Regions from separate parts of the Mus musculus genome. Here region 2 is linked to region 1. The links are chromatin contacts, called in public Hi-C maps. All regions are on one chromosome and are shown on one strand. The core of a region is the stretch at or near the end of the contact, and the rest is flanking DNA. Distances in the headings are between cores, read along the strand shown.

Evidence for each region. A called contact is a pair of places that touch in the nucleus more often than the background predicts.
Region 2: a Hi-C map of the N1E-115 cell line shows a contact between it and region 1, with 8 times the contacts expected there. The contact joins two enhancer-like sites. A contact is called at or near these places in 4 of 39 promoter capture datasets (the 3T3-L1 cell line, the HPC-7 cell line, HPC-7-derived erythroid cells and 1 more), 2 of 484 Hi-C or Micro-C datasets (the HPC-7 cell line and the N1E-115 cell line) and 2 of 115 datasets of contacts at active chromatin or transcription factors (astrocytes and embryonic midbrain).

The regions. Positions count from the first base shown.
Region 1 is chr3:134,301,878-134,304,577 of GRCm38.p6, reverse strand. No RefSeq gene overlaps it. Among named protein-coding and RNA genes, the nearest start is that of Mir1895, 63 kb to the right of the region's middle. Within about 2 kb of position 1,262, at least 54 of the 459 cell types and tissues checked have an H3K27ac peak or open chromatin away from gene starts, as enhancers often do. A contact at or near this core is called in the N1E-115 cell line, where this site is marked.
Region 2 is chr3:134,628,057-134,630,756 of GRCm38.p6, reverse strand. No RefSeq gene overlaps it. Among named protein-coding and RNA genes, the nearest start is that of Tacr3, 200 kb to the left of the region's middle. Within about 2 kb of position 1,401, at least 48 of the 459 cell types and tissues checked have an H3K27ac peak or open chromatin away from gene starts, as enhancers often do. A contact at or near this core is called in the N1E-115 cell line, where this site is marked.

The DNA.
Region 1 (2,700 bases), core at 13-2,512:
ACACACACACACACTCATGCACACACACATACACAGGCACACATACTTCTCCTTTTTGGTGGTAGGAATGCCCAGCTTGTACAGATTCCCTCAGATTTCTGCAGATAAATGTCTCATTAAATCCCTGGATTCTCTGCCTCTACTTGTTTGAATCTGAATGATTGAGTGGGCTGAGTAAAAAGTGTATAGGTTATCCAGCATCCTGGTCCTTCTTTCCGGATTATCTTTCCAGTTGCTAAGAGTAAGTGCTTGTTGTAACTTTAATTTTAGGATCCCACTCTGATAGTCATCTGGCTTTCAGGAAGCAAAAACTTCTGACAAAGGCATTAGCCAAAAGCAGACTTTCATAGTTTTCCAAGTTTGTATAAAATTGACTTTGAAGTTGTATTGCTCATTGCTCTCCTTCTTTGAATGCAATCTCTCTCTCTCTCTCTCTCTCTCTCTCTCTCTCTCTCTCTCTCTCTCTCTCAGTTTGTGATCAGCTTGAACATGTTGGAAAATAAAAGTAAATAAACACATACCGTAGGAAATGGGCCAAAAAAAAATTAATGTGTTTGGCATGTTTTAGTTAGATACTTTGACAGGGAAATTCCAGTCTTAATTGGATACCTTAATTATTTCTTCTTGCTAAAGTAAACCTTTATTGATAAGGCACAGCTCAAATGTACCTTTCGCTTGCTGTGATTACTCCTATACCAAGGCTAAGTCATGAAGCCTGGTGCTTCCTCTCTCCTTTATTTCTGTCCTCAGCTTTTATGCTTGCTTAGGATACCAGAAAAAAATGAGACGGATTCAAAAGACTCTTGGCCAATATAGCTACTTCTTTTTCTGAATATTAGTAATCATGGGAACTTTTTATAGAACACCTAAAATTCAAATTAAGCCTCTGGAGACAATAGGCCTTTGTGTATGTTGTGCGAAACCTCCCTGTCTCCCTGTCCCCTTTGTTGTCTGAACGTATTTCACCCTTCTGTCAAAGTGTGTCCACTCTCACCTCTCCTCTGGCATAGCTGGCTTCTCTCCAGTCTCCAAAACTGCATGTTTGACTCTCATCTGACACCTTTATTTGATAGAGTCACAACACTTCTTTGCATAATAAGCAGGCGCTCCCTCGCCGGTGGAAAGGTAATTAAAAAAATGTTTAGATTTTTGTTTCCATAGCTGTAACAGTATAAATGAAACTTCTGCTCAATTAGGGCACCAGTGTCAGAGAGAGGGGGGAGGGGAGCGACCGGTCTTTTAATCAGGGAGCGAGTTCTATGCTTACACGCCTCAGCCCTAGAGATCCTGGTTTGTGATTCTCCCTCCCCCTTGGAAAGGAATCTTTAAATAAAGATGTCTTCATCTGAATTGACCACCGTTTATAAAAGCAAATCTGACTGGGGCTGGGCTGTCTGTGCCGAAGGAACATTCCTCCCCATTACAGCAGCATTTGCACATTTATAGGAAGAATAAAGGAAAAGATGCACGATACATGTGAAGCAGCCTTCTCTCTGCCGTGCAGAGAAAGAAGAACTAAAAGGATTATAAAAGTTCAGATTAAAATGATATAAAATCTAGCATTTGGCTCCAATACTAGCGCCTTGGTCCTCTGAAGCTAATCTGTATGCACTCTGTGACCTCCTCGCAGCGAACCCTGCTAAATATATTATTCCCACGGGGGCTTTCACTGCTGCTTGGTGTCAGAAATCAATATGTATGAGGCGCGTGGATGGGAATTTCTAATAGATCTGCCTGGCCCTGTGCTGCTTTTCAATATCTGCCTTGGACTATTAGTGCCGGCTCGGTGCCTGTGAAATAACCGAGATAATCTTTTAAGGTGCACTGTTAAGGTGGAACCTAAATGTTGCTGTTTCAATTAAAACAAAAATTATATTCATAAATCAGTCAGTCGGGTCTGTGTAACCTTGCACAGTCACTCTGGAAAGCTGATTAAAAACAAGGTGGGATTTAGAGCTTTGGGGAATGGAATGCTATTTTTAACTTCTATTTAGAGTTCAGAGAAAGATTTTGCATTTTAAGGCTAATGATGTGTTTGGGGGGGGGGAAGGGTGATCAGATCAGAAATGAAATTTAGAAGGCTCAGAGTTCTCACACTAAGAAATGGTTGTTTGGTCATCTTATGTAAAAGAAGAGGGGGGAAAGAGAAATACACAGGAAAAAGCATTTCCACCTTATTAGATGAGAATATATCTGTATACTTCTTCTTTATATAATTTGTTCACATGAAAATTAGTGCACGGGTGAATTTGAGAGACAGTTGTATAAACTAATTTCATCACTCTATGCACTTGTGCTATGTCATTTTTTTGTACTTCCCTATGAATAGCTGTTTGGAGAGAAGAGTGAATGAGAAAGCAGATCATTACACTTCCAGGTTACCTAGCCCTTAACCAGTGAGCATCTTCTTTTCCGCAGCTAATTGTCAAGGCCCTGTGCAAAGAGCAATGGGTCTAAGCTGAACCAGGAGTATGGAACCAGGCTCTTGCTTCCTGTTGTTTGCTTCTTTGTTTTAAACCACTACTAGTCCAATTTAATGCCTAGGCATTCGGGAACCCAGAACTGGCTGGTGAACAAGTTTTCTCATTATAATGGGACAGTAGAAGTATCAGTATCAGTATGAATGGAGAAGGTGGAGGTAGTCTATTATCCACACATACATGCATCCAACTTTTCATATACTGAGAATGGGCTCAGTCC
Region 2 (2,700 bases), core at 152-2,651, 330 kb before region 1:
AGCAGAACTTACACAGATGGACGGAGAAGAAAGTCCTTACAACAAAGGTTAGCATGCTGCAGGGTTAAAAACCTCATTTTAATAGAGAAGAAAACCAACCAGCCAGAGTTTTTCACATTTCTCATCTGTGCTATTTGATGGTTGGGTAGTAAAATCATTAAATATTAGTGGACTCTGTCAAATTAGAGAACTAAGATAGCTATTTTCATAGATCAAACTGTATTTTTTTAGATCAAAGAAATGGCTTTTATTTTCTTGAGTTTTTGGTAGCGATTTGATTTTTTAAAACATTCTTGGGATTATGGTAATTACGTCATTTTCCTCCCTCGTCTGCCCAAACATGACCTGAGCGCTGACAACAGAAATCCACACCCTAAGTGGAAGGAATCGACACCCAGTGTGGAAGAATCACCCTACACTCAAGGAGACTCAACCCGAGACAAAGAACTGCAAGCAACCACCGAATGCTGACAGCGGGAGAAAGTGTTCCCCTGGGAAGAGCTCAGAATTGTAAAAGGCAACTTTTCAGAAAACAAAGTTAAAGATATCTTGCCTGGGTTCCCTTTCAAACTTCCATGATGCCCGGGTGTTGTTTCCTTCATTTTCTTATTTGCAGAAATTATTACTGAGAAGCATTCCATGTGGAATAAAGATTGAGTAGCTTTCAGTCTTGTAAGTCAAAAACATCTGGAATTACTCAGCCATTAATAAAAATTGCCAGCGCAGTTCAGAAATAAAAGCAGCACTAGGTGGCACTGGAAGATCGCGGCTCCGTGGCACTCGTTGCTCTTCGTTTTCTCCTATAATTCTCAAGGGGAAGAAGAGGAGCTATGGGGGGAAATCATGGCTACAGAGGTAAATATTAATTCATTTGCCTGCTTTTCCTGGAAGCTATTCCAGAATGTGTTCGTGAAAGCAAATGGCCAATTTACTAGAAGCTTCAGCACAAGGCCCATTAACCATCCCGTTTAGATATAATCAAAGACAGATAAAGGGATTTGCACCCTTGCTTCTGTGGGGGCTTCTGCTGTTCCATTTGCTGAGACTGATGACAGGGACATAGTGTTTAGCTACAGCTATAAAGATACGGATGGCCTCGTTCATAGGTAAATAATCAGTCATCACTTAAGAGATACACAGTTTCTTTCTTTTTTCCTAGCAGAGCAAACACAAAGGGTTGTTCTTTCTCTCTCTCTCTCTCTCTCTCTCTCTCTCTCTCTCTCTCTCTCTCTCTCTCTCTCTCTCTCTCTCTCTCTCTCTCTCTCCCTCTCCCTGAAATGGCATATATTCTAAGTCAGTGGAGTTATTTATTTTTCATTTTGCAATTCCTTCACACTAAGGGTCAGCTTGACTAACCCGCAGCAATGACTCATCTTTTATAGTTGAGGCGTTTGAACGGAAGTCCAGCCCTGCTTCTCCCCACACCCACCCTAATCTTCTTTCATGCGACCATGAAGCCAGCCTTTAAATCCAGCAGAAGATGTTTCTGTCATGCTCTCAAGCTATAAAATCCATTTCCAGGTCTGGAAGACGGGAATGATATGTGGATATTTGTTTAAAAAAAAAATCACGGTTTGTCTGTCCTCCTAGCTAGGTAATGTGAAAGGTCTTTAAATTCAAAATATTTCGAAACATACATCATTTCTTCAATGTCTTCTTCTCAATGGTAAAATGTTATTTTAAAATGGTCACTTTCTGAAGATTTTTTTTTTTTGTTGAATACGGAATTAGAATTCATTTTATCTCTTAAAAATCAGAATGTAATATATATTGATCATATTTTTCCCATCCCCCAACTCTTCCCAGATTCCCCACCATCATCCAACTTTATGTTCTTTTTCCTTTCTTAAAAAACAAAAATATAAAACAGTAAAAAGTACACACACACACACACACACACAAACACACACGGGGGGGGGGATCTTGTCCATCTTGTATTGAAAGCCTTTTAGAAGAATTTTTAAAATATATTTCTTGAAATTTTCACTTTTGTGTATACAATGGATTTGATAACACCACCTCTCTCCCCTCCTTTAATTTTACATATTTAATAGCTCATAGAAATTGTGTGGCATATTTGTGGTTTTGTCAGCCACAGGATCCATTTCTCTCCTAGTGTTTTATTCTTTCCTTTAGCAGAGACCTGGATTGGAGCAGGCCTATTTAAACATGGGATTGGTCATACCTGGTGCTCTGGACTAGGGAATCATCCTGAGCTGGCCGACAGACATCCTGAGCTGGCCGACAGACATCCCGGATGTGAACGGGAAGCATCAGTTGTTCCTTTTAGCTTTTTTTCCTTCCTCCTCCTTCATTTCTTCTCTCCTTCTCTTTCCTTTCATTTTGTCTCTCCTCTATTCTTGTCCTCATTATAGATGTTTAAAATTAATTTTGGAATTCGCACTCCCTTAAGAGTTCCCCACAGATCATTTCTTCCCATTCTCTGGCTAATTGTTAACACTTTTAACATATAACAAAGAAAATTACTATTTGTGTAACAGTCAGAGTATTCCATGTTTGAGAAAAGACAAATTAACATGTTTCTTTTCTTTTCCCCCTTTATTCCTCCAAGTTGGTTAGTTTAAGATCAAGGATAATATCATACACAGTATGATAACAGAGAGACAGTATCTCCTTAGTACACAATGCAATCAATTAGGAATAAGTCAAGAAACTGAATGAAACAGAAAAAGAAGAAAG